Regions from separate parts of the Drosophila melanogaster genome. Here all the other regions are linked to region 2. The links are chromatin contacts, called in public Hi-C maps. All regions are on one chromosome and are shown on one strand. The core of a region is the stretch at or near the end of the contact, and the rest is flanking DNA. Distances in the headings are between cores, read along the strand shown.

Region 1 (3,868 bases), core at 295-2,794, 500 kb before region 2:
GCAGCGTCATCGCAGCAAGGAGTCGGACTCGAAGCCGTCCACATCGGCGGGTTCTACGCCCCGCACCGAGAGCACACTGGAGCTGATGATCAGCATACTGCAGCACCAGGGCATTCGTGGACTGTTCCGCGGTCTGGAGGCCAAGATCCTGCAAACCGTGCTCACGGCGGCCCTGATGTTCATGGCCTACGAAAAGATAGCCGGCACCGTTGGCATGCTGCTTAAGCGCAACTGAAAAGAGGCTCTAGTCAACAAGTAGTTTTACTCAATTAATCCTAACGTAAGCTATAACACAAACATACACATTCTGACATAGGATATGGCCAGCACACAGACTCTCCAAAGTTTAGTCGCTAAGCGTCAATGGATAAATGAAAAGAATAAATAGTTAACAGAAGTAAATAATAACTGGATGCTTTATTTATATTCGTCTGCACAGCAGATGGTCCATCTATACCTAGGTGTGGTCATTGCTATATATCTTTAATTGGGCGGTTTTGATTTTCATTTATTTGTCATTCTCAGTAGAGTCCTTATTCTCATCGTCATTAGACTTGGACTCTTCTGAAGATTCAGCTTGCTCCTTATCGTTGCCATTGGCGACCTCTGAAGTCTCCGACTTGGAATCTCCTTCGCCGGAAGATTTTTTATCGCTAGGATTGGCCAGCTCGGCCAGGTTGAACTTTTTGCACTCCAGATAGTTGTCGATCACGCTAAGCAGACACCAGCCCCTCAAGACCTCCACGATGATGGATTTCTTGGCCTCCTTTAGGTCCACCTTGTTACCCACGTTCTTGGAGTTGACCAGCTCGGCCAGTTGGGTTATGATTTGGTCGCGCTTGATCTGCTGATTATAGCGATGATTGAAGATGATGCCATAGCTGGTGGGCTCCTTGAGGAAGTGCTTGTCGAAGAGCTCGCCGGCGGCAGTGATGATGTCCGGCATGTTGGCGCGGCAGACGACTTCGATGGGCACCAGGCGCAGGACAAATCGGGACATGGACTTGCCGGTGGTCGCTATGTCGTTGATGATGTGTTTACCCAGGGCGACCGGATCCTCCAGTTGGGTGCGGATGAACACGCAGTTGGTGGTGTTGGTGTCTACATTCTGGAATCGCATCTTGCGCTGCGAAAGCATCTCGCGGCATTTGGCGGCAGCTGCTTCCAAGTCGTCATCGTCATCACTGGTGCCTCCCGCCGCTGGCTTCGGATCATCCTCTCCCGCATCACCACCCGCTCCTTCCTCTGGCTGCTTCTTTTCCGGTTCATTCTCTGGCTTTTCCGAACCGTAAAGTATGTCAGCATAGTGGTTCAACAAATTGTAGCATTCGCGAACACATGCCTTCTCGTTGATGTTGCACGTGGCGAAGAATCCACGTTGCCCAGGTTGGAGCGTCTGCCTCTTGGCGTGGAAATACTTCTTCTTGTTGTTGTTAAACTTCACGTTTTTACCCATTTTCGATTTTTTTGAGGCGGGCTCCATGAAATAAAACTTATTTTGCTTCGCCGGCTGTTTAAATTAGTGATACCGTAAATACGCCAGTAATGCCGTGCTTTGAAGCTACTAAAATCCGTAGAGCAGAATTAAGAAGATATGGTCACTTTAAAACTAAAAGTATTGAAAGAAAATTCATCTTCAAAAATTTTAATTTTGAAATTGCTTAATCGGTATTAAAATACAATTTCATATTTCCATTTATCAATGCCCTTTTAAATTAAAAAAATTTCTATAATTATTCCCAACCAGTTTAATAAAACATCCATTTGCAAAAGGATCAAATGCTGATCAGCTTTATGTTTTAATTGTAGTTACTTTTATTAAGCCGACGATTCTCACATACTTTTGCCGTAGTCTGTCACTTAAATTCAATTACTCTCATTCCATTTGATGTCGTAAACATTATAGCGTAATACGTATGTGCCTGTTTTCGGTTCGAATTTAAAATTAGATAAATTTAAGAATTTTGGAATTATTTATTTTCTGCGTTCGCACTAAGATTAGTTCATCGTCATTCGTTTACATCGTGTAATTAAACGTAAGAAAAACAGAATTCATCAGTTTCAGTTGTTTGCACACTTAAATGCTAAAGCATGGTAGCATATCTATGCGAAATGAAAGTACAAAATGCAGATACTGAAGGCTGCTGAATATCTAACTAAAGACCTATCTCGCTCCGCCTGGACTTTATCCGCAGACTTCCGTTTCATGTTTTTGATTGTGGTTTACCAATATACAGCGGTATATCATATTAAAGTATAAATAAATGTATTGCAAAGTGGCGTCATTGCCGCCCGGCTTTGCATTGACTTAAGCCTTAATGTTGTGAACTTAATGGTATAGGGATTCCTAAAACATAACTAATCGATGCACTATCTCGGCATGAATGCGCTTCTCGCGTCCCATTAAACATAGTGTGTGAAAATGTACAAGGCCAAGAGCAATACAAAATTATCATCAAATTAAGATTACGAATTATGCATAGAGTGGTTTAAAGTAAAATGTACAATTGTTGCTATTTATATAAAACAAGCTAGCGCGTTCTTCTGCTTCCGCAATTGCATATGCCGCATGTCATGCAGGATTGCCATAACTTTTGCCCACATTTCCTGGAGTCTCGGGTGTGTGTGTATATATGGGATGGGATCGATGTCCGCTCGCTTGATCTTTGCATATTTACCAAAGTTTTAGTGCTTAAATTTGAGGAAATCGCACTCTGCCGCCTTTCCAAATTGGTCTGAGGGAAAGGTGACGGGTGCTCCTAAGGCCAAAGCCGAGAACCGTGCAAAAGTAAGTATTATCAACACATTGCCAAATGGATTGCACGTGAGAACGTGTTCACAAGATTACTTTTAATGTCCAACGGCTGTAGTTTAAGTTTCAGTTTAAGTTTTCCTTTTCATGCTCTCACGTATTCAAGTGTCATATAAATCTTTTTCCATATATGTATATAAATAGGTGTTATCATGATTGTTGTGGTGAAGAGGGAAACGTTGCGGTGCTTACAATTAGGTGAGGTCTGCTCGTAGGTGCATATGACTATAGTATTTATAGTATGATATAGCTTGCACTACCATAAGATCAATGACGTTTAAAATCAAAGTAAATATACAAAGCATACGAAGGGTAAATGAATCGAACTTAGCTTAAGTCAAATGTACAGTGTTGTGTGAAAGTTAGGCGTGTTGTGTCTGTTATGTTATGTTTTGTGTGTTATGGCTGTCCGACAGAACGCAAAGTTATGACAAAAGTACACAAATCAATCGATCATACGCAAGAGTTTGCTGAGTAGGTAACATTTAAAACCGCCCGGCTGATTGCCCGCCCCGAAAATGAACTTAATCCTAAGCATAGAGCGTGATCTCGATGTAACTCGTGGGCACGAAGCCCTCGTCCCAGCCATTGGAGTTGTTCTCCCGCCGCACCCGCGTCCATCCGTCTCCTTGGTCGATCTCGATCACTTGCAGCTCCTCGCCCTCACTCATGGGTATGCTACCCTCGCTGGAGGCTATAAAGTATTAGAGCCAGCATGTAATTAGATGTTACATTCGTTATATTTCCTACTACTCACCTTCAAATGGATACAGGGCACGACATTTTCCCACTGGATTAAGGGTCTCCACTTCCGTTTCATAGTAGGTATCCTCGCCAATCGCGTTTTCGTTGGCGCTGCCCTGTCCTGATCCTGGCAGGGATGTGTGCGAAGTGCCAAGGCCACTCTCGGGACTTGCCGAACTGCTGGATTTCACCATGGAAAAGGCAAAATGAAACGAAATATTTGAAGAAGTTGCAATTTTCACATTATTAAGTGTCATCATGTTTGGTGTAGAGCGATAAAGAATTAAGTTGTACTACAAATTAGAAGTATGC
Region 2 (3,380 bases), core at 602-3,101:
CTCCAGCTCGGCCAGCTTCTTCTCCACGGAGGGAGCCATTTTGTCACCATCGCGATCAGCACGACCCGACTCCTTGACGTACGACTTGAAGTAAGGCGCCAGGGACTTGCTGATGAAAGCGTGCAGCGTCTCGTAGGGAGATCCGTCCGAGAAGTTGATCAGCCGCAGCTGCGAATGGATCGACTTGTCCGCCTCCACGACCAGGCCGCGCTTGATGCAGGCCAAAGATGCCATCCGACTGTTGGTGAAGTGAACATCGTTGCTGATTTGGTAGGTTACCTGCTCCTTCTCGTCCTCGCCCTCCGCCGGCTGCTCAGAATCGTCCTCTGAAAATGAATAAGTTGGTTAACAATCGAATTTCATAATGGGCCCACCCAGTTAATACATTAAACGTATAATAAATATGGTAATAAAAAATGGTTTTTTTTATTAGCCAATTGAAATAAATCCGTTGACTTATTCGTCCATTATTGAACTTTCAAAGGAAAACTAATTCCCGTTGATTACGTTTATCATGTCTGGCTCCACATTTACCCCTCACCCACTTTCAGTGGCATTCTACTGCCCACCTGGCATTGGACTCAATGGCACGGCATTGGCATGATTTCATTATCAAGGTGTTGACCTACGGAAATTAAGCGTCCAAGGAAAAACCTTCGAAATTCGTGCGCTCAAGGCTGGACCTTGGCGATGTCATTGCTCCCGCGCTGTTGGCCCCGTTGCCAATGTCAATGTGCCGATGGCATTGCCTTCGGCCAATGTCAATGTCGCTCCCAAAGCTATTGAAGCGGCGGAAGGTGTGCGCAGCCTCCAAGGTCGTTTCCGTAAACAAACTGGTTGCTTGGCAGGTACCAGCTGTTTCCCGGCGAATTGCTTGTAAACAAGCAAAGCCGGCAAGCGGCAAAACAGCTGTTAGCACTTATCGCCCTGCCGCGACTTTCGACTCATAGTTATCGAAGTGAATCATATGTGCTGACGTCATGCGCAGAAACCCGTTTTTATACCCTCTAATGCAGTACACTGATTTTACAATGCAGTTGGTATTTACTAACATGAATTATTGCTATCCTTCTGATTTTACGATTAATTCTGAATGCACTTTTTAGCAATATCGTAATATAAAAAATAATCCTATTTTTGTAATTGAATTTAAATTTTAAAAACTGTATGAATTTGTGATGCTTGAAAATTTTTCATACAAGTTGCTAGTGACATGGTAAGGTATTCCAGCTTCGACTTCCAAGCCAAAAAATATTTCTTATTGGAATTCAAACATCTGCCAAATTGATTTTTAAAAAACTGGTTGCGTATTCAGCTAGCAAACCCATAAATGACTCAATGTAACCATATGGAACTAATATTTTGAACTTATAACAAAAAGATTGCCTGAAAAGCTTGCCAACTTTCTTATCTTCGCCAAAAAGACGCCATTTTGTGCAGGTACCATTTTTTCACCCTAGATTTGCCAACGGGACAGGAATTCTTATTTTACCTTTAATGCAATTGCGTTGGACGTAAAGCGCCTGCACCTGGGGATCCGAGAGGAACTTCCGGATGGTGTCCTGGTTGACGGGATCGTCCAGAGCATCGTTCAGCGATGCGGGAACCACATCGTCCTCCGGCAGCAAAATGGTCACCGCCTTCCGAAGATAATTGGCAAATGCATCATAGTTCGCAATGGACAGGTTCACGATTGGATCCACCGATGTATCGGGGTTCTCCAAGGAGTCACCCATGTCCCACAAAGGTTTTCGGTATTAAATACTCCTCAAAAGGTGTACAATTTAATTTTTCACAATGCCTCGCCCTGTGAAAAATTACGTGAGTTTTTTTTTTCGCAAAATGTAAACGGCCCTGCCACTCAGTTGAAAATCGAAAGCAAAAAAGCCAGTGCTACCATAGTTGCGGCAGATATCAGAATACAGAACTGGGCGAAATGTTACCAGTCAGTCAGGAATGCTTCCCGCCAAAATTTCTTAGAGCAATTCCCATCCACGTGAGCGATGTGGCAACTCGATGCAGAGAAACAGCTGTTCGATTGTAGAGTGCAGTGGGTTCTTCCTATTTTGTTATTCAATAATTGTGAAATGTGCAATTCAATCAATTAAACCGGTATAATGCAAGCACTGAGAAGAACACGACCTTGGGGAGCTGTCTACTGGAATAGCTGGCGGCGCCTGCTAACCCAAAGCTGCACCCGGAATGATGTGGGTGCATAATATATCCGAGAAACGCAATAAGACCTTTGTTAAATTCCAGAATCCAGAGCTAACCAGTGATGTCAAGCACCGGATTGAGGCTCATTGGCGGGAGCAGCTCAGTGGAGGACAGTTCAATCCCAAGGACTCGCAGGACAAGTACTACGTGCTCTCCATGTTCCCGTATCCCTCCGGCAATCTTCACATGGGCCATGTGCGCGTCTATACCATAGCCGATTCGGTGGCTCGTTTCCAGCGAATGTGCGGCAAGAATGTGTTTCAGCCAATGGGTTGGGATTCCTTTGGGCTGCCCGCCGAGAACGCCGCCAATCAGCGTGGGGTGGAGCCCGCGTCCTGGACGGAGCAGAACATTGCCCAGATGAAGGAACAACTCAAGCGACTTGGTTGCTCCTTTGACTGGAACCATGAATTGTCCACCTGCAGTCCAAAATACTACAAGTGGACGCAGCATCTGTTCCTAATGCTCCATCGCCATGGATTGGCCTACCAGAACGAGGCTCTTGTTAACTGGGATCCCGTTGATAAGACCGTGCTCGCAGATGAGCAGGTGGACGCCAACGGCTGTTCCTGGCGGTCGGGCGCCAAGGTGGAAAAGAAGCTTTTGAGGCAGTGGTTTATCCGAACGAGTGCTTATGCCAAACAATTGCTAGACGGTTTGGAGGATCCCACGCTTCGCGACTGGAGGGATATTATTAACCTGCAGCGACACTGGATTGGAGAGTGTGATGGATACGCTTTCAACCTGCTCACCTCCGCCTCCGGACTTTTACGAGTGTGGACTACCCATCCGGAGCATTTAAAAGATCCCCATGCCTTTCTCGTGCTCCGCAGCAATCATCACTTGTCAAAGCTAAAGGGTGCGGACAGCCTAAGCGCAGCGAACCCGTTTGCGGGCACCACAATGCCTGTGGTCTTTAGCGACGAAGTGACATTTCCGCCAAAGAGCGATGTTTACCTGGCAGCCCCCAGCTTCCGTGGCGAAGACAAGGATTTGTGGGATTCATATGGACTGGCTTTTACTTCAAATGGCAAGGATGAGGAATCCCTAAGTCCAGCCAACTGGGAAATGTTAAGGAAAGAGGTGCTCCAGGCAGCCACACGCCTTAATGTTGGCGGCTATCGTGTATCCTCAAAGCTGAAGGATTGGTTGATATCACGACA
Region 3 (3,440 bases), core at 162-2,661, 280 kb before region 2:
ATGTCCAGTTTCATCTTGTACAAATAAAAAAATATAATACATTTCTCGATTTACTTATAACTATCGAGCTTACCCACGCATCGTCGGCATCGAAACACCGGATACAGGCGCCAGGATCTACTTTCTTCGGCCAGCTTGGGATCATATACATTATTGACAACCATCACAAAAAATAAAGACGTGAGTGACTGCCCTTTGGAGTATTTTCCTGATATGAGAAAGTAGATAACATAATGACGCTTATTTGGAATATATTATTAATTTTACTATAACTATAACTCACTATAACTCCAGATCGCATGAAACATGTTAGAATCGAAATTCAGCAGAGACAGCTTTGCCTTCAATATGTTTTCTTGACCCGACGATATTCTGCAAACCTTGAGCTTTATAATTTGCAATTTTTTCGGATGAATCCTACTTACAGATCCCAGGTTATATCGTTGCCATGGCCCAGGATGTCGGCAAACTTTTGCTGCACTTCTCTGACTGTGGGAACTAAGTTTCCGTCCCCTTTTGGAGCACTCATTTTTGCAAACTTTTATTCCTGCTTATTTCTAGAACTTCTTCTGTTGCACGTAGAAGATGGAAGTTGCAACAAAAGGCGGCTATCGATAGTCAGTGCTGACGAACTGTCACTATCTAAGTAATATGATGTATTTACCAGTCATATTAGGGATATTTGTAATTTAAATAAACATTAAATAAAACACTTATCAAAATGTATATCTCTTAATGTTTATGATCACCCCAATATTGTTTACATTCGACTGTTTGTAAATAATTAGGTTTCATAAAAGGCATTATTACTCAACGAATTAAATATTATTCTAATTTTTGTTATTAAGTAATTAAGTAATTACAAAATTTAGTTGGCTGATAACGATATTAGTGCAATTTAAAAAGTTAAAATCTTAATGTTAAGTTAAAATAGGTTTCCTATCGGTTGAATCAATTATCATTGCGTTTCTTCGTAATTTACAACTTACGAATGGCGACTGAGCCGATGCACTTTAATCGATAGCAATTTTGGCAGATGGATCTTGAAAATCTAGGCAAGCTAGATGAGAAAGCGATAGAAATGGTCACCCCAAATTTTAAACGCGTGTCGATGCTTGAGTTCCATCCCTATCTCCCGCTTTCAGTTAACATTCCAGTGGTGTATATAAAATCTTATGCCTGGGGTTTTTGAAATTTATACTTAAATAATATATATTAATACTGAACATGTTAATATTTTTAAATGTGTTTTGATACAAATATTGTTAAAAACTAGATTTCTTTAACTCTGAATATTCAAAAAGTTTTATGAAGCCAACTCCCCTTAACAGCCCTTCTTTACAACTAACAACAACGCCTCTGTTAAATATAACAGTGAATTTCGCCGCTTTAACAGCAACTGAGAGCGGCTAACAGTGCGAGAGAAATTCGAACGGGGCAGCAACAAAAAAGAAGAAAAAGACTGGTAATAACGCTACGCTTCTCAGTTACTCAGTTCCGAACGGGCAAAAAACAATTTAGCGCCCTCTGAAACGCTCTGTGTTTTATTTTCCACTTAAAATATTAAAAAAGTGCATAAAAATTGCACACGTCGCTGATAACTCGCTCGGTATACTTATTCTCTAAAATACTGTCTTTCAAATCAGTTGGAAAATATGACATGATAATAAGTGAACAATAGCCGCGCCGAGAATTTTTCGACGAGTGACGGCGGTTATTCCGTTTTTTATTCAGTTTTTCTTAAAAAACCCAAGCGCATAAACAATTAAAGTCGGACAACACCATCGTTAAATGAATTAAAAGTGAATAAAAGCGCTGTCAACGCCTTTTTGGGCAGCGAAAAAAGGAAAGAGAAATCCAGGCCCAGCATCCTTCAGCCTGCTTCTTCTTCTTCCTCTTCATCTCCTTTTGCATTTCTTTTCGCCGCGTCTGTATAGGTGTTCGTGTTGGTGTGGTTGTGTGCAAGCTTGAAAATTGTGTTAAGTTAAGTAAATTTATTCCAGCTGCCAACAACAAATTGATGCCAAAAATCTATACAAATTAAGTGCTGCGTGCGCGTGTGTGTTGAATTAGCACTCCCAATTGGTGTCTCTTTCGCTCTAACTCTGTTTTTGAACTGTTACCCAAAGCGATGGGTGTGTGTAAGTGTGCGTGAGTGCTTCACATGGAAATTAATTAAAAACGCACATTTGTTGCCATTTCCCTCGCTCTCCCGCAAGGATTCGACTGACTGGCTAATGAGGAAGCAGCCAGGCGAACAACCAGCAGGTGACTATTAATACATAAAAAAAAGCATAAAATGTATGAAATTAATTATGCGAGTGCTTGGATACTATCTCTCCAGATTTCGAGGGGTTTTGTCTTTTACTTTTGCTTATCAGCATCCATTGAACAGTATCCTATTGTTGTCATTGTTGCTGCGGGGAGGGACACTTGCTCTCTCGCTCACTCTCTTTCATGTGTGGGTAGCGTTTTTTTTTTTTGTTTTTTATATACGCATCTATCTCTTCTTTCGCTCTTTTCTTCGCCTTTAAGAGGCGTTGTTGTTGTGTGCTCTTCTTTTGTGCTTTTTTCCAACATGAATTTTCTTCGCTTTTTGTTAGCACGTCGCTGTCGCTGAGGACTGACCTTGAACAAGTTCAGGCACAGTGGCACGCATGCCTGTTTGTTGTCCTCCGTTTTGGCTCGTCTGCTCCTTTTCGCCTTTTTCAACTCGTTGTCCTTGGCCTGTCCCACTGTGCCGCCTCGCTCCGTCTCCCTCTTCCTATCTTTCTGTGCGCCTCGCTCCCGTCTGAATGTTTGCCCAAGACTGCGAGAGTGTTTACCTCATCACTTAGGTACAGTGGAAATCTCACTAGTTCCGATACACCGCTTATCAATAAAAAATAACCCATTTCTATATCAATTTTTCCTGATATCAATCAAGTCATATGTATTCAACTTATTACATATTCAATAGATTTGTTATCTGAAGAAGAAGTCGCTAAGAAGACCGTGTTCGAGTCCCACTAAGATAGCACCATATCTCTAAGGGCGATATTTTGGATCTAAATCGATTTTTGTGTGATTTTCGCTAATAGACATTTAACACGTGTACTTTAAATTAATGTTTAATTTATTGAGCACTATGGCTTATAAGGAATTACAATCATTCCGTTCAGTTTAAAGTTCATTGTTTGCATTGGCGCTTCAAATTTTCAATCACATGCTCGTTGGCGAAGCTCTGATTTTTAATTGCGCCAGCTTCCGCGAGAAGCTCTCGCTCTCTCTTTTTCCCACATTCATCTCCCCTCGATCGGCCGTCTCTGTCGAATGGGCTTTAACGCTTTTTTCAGTGGCGCAAAATAACGTTGTATACGCTTTGCTTGACTGTTTGTTTGCCTATCAGCTGCTGTCACCGCTTTTCACCCGTTTGCGCCTTCTGGCCCACTGATAACCGG

Evidence for each region. Hi-C and Micro-C count contacts between places; a contact is called where the count stands out from the background.
Region 1: a contact with region 2 is called in a Hi-C map of the Kc167 cell line, with 2.3 times the contacts expected there. A contact is called at or near these places in 15 of 107 Hi-C or Micro-C datasets (the D17-c3 cell line, the Kc167 cell line, the OSC cell line and 5 more) and 1 of 7 datasets of targeted methods (the Kc167 cell line).
Region 3: a contact with region 2 is called in a Hi-C map of the Kc167 cell line, with 2.0 times the contacts expected there. A contact is called at or near these places in 2 of 107 Hi-C or Micro-C datasets (the Kc167 cell line and the S2 cell line) and 1 of 7 datasets of targeted methods (the Kc167 cell line).

Annotation. Positions count from the first base shown.
Region 1 is chr3L:4,320,715-4,324,582 of dm6, forward strand. CG15014 reads right to left here and starts at 1,545. Exons shown (of 1, transcript NM_139635.2): 1 at 391-1,545. The coding sequence starts at 1,483. The coding sequence ends at 509. PMP34 (Peroxisomal Membrane Protein 34) reads left to right here. Exons shown (of 3, transcript NM_168081.3): 3 at 1-395. The coding sequence ends at 235. Cip4 (Cdc42-interacting protein 4) reads right to left here. Exons shown (of 11, transcript NM_001274484.1): 10 at 3,570-3,733; 11 at 1,777-3,506. The coding sequence ends at 3,343.
Region 2 is chr3L:4,823,836-4,827,215 of dm6, forward strand. It overlaps Dhc64C (Dynein heavy chain 64C), which reads right to left and starts at 1,852. Exons shown (of 15, transcript NM_001274503.1): 1 at 1,493-1,852; 2 at 1-326. The coding sequence starts at 1,736. LeuRS-m (Leucyl-tRNA synthetase, mitochondrial) reads left to right here and starts at 2,018. Exons shown (of 4, transcript NM_139675.3): 1 at 2,018-2,207; 2 at 2,260-3,380. The coding sequence starts at 2,118.
Region 3 is chr3L:4,540,640-4,544,079 of dm6, forward strand. It overlaps CG11357, which reads left to right and starts at 1,412. Exons shown (of 4, transcript NM_001259697.2): 1 at 1,412-1,465; 2 at 2,004-2,268. CG32243 reads right to left here and starts at 605. Exons shown (of 6, transcript NM_168094.3): 1 at 426-605; 2 at 284-372; 3 at 74-208; 4 at 1-14. The coding sequence starts at 529.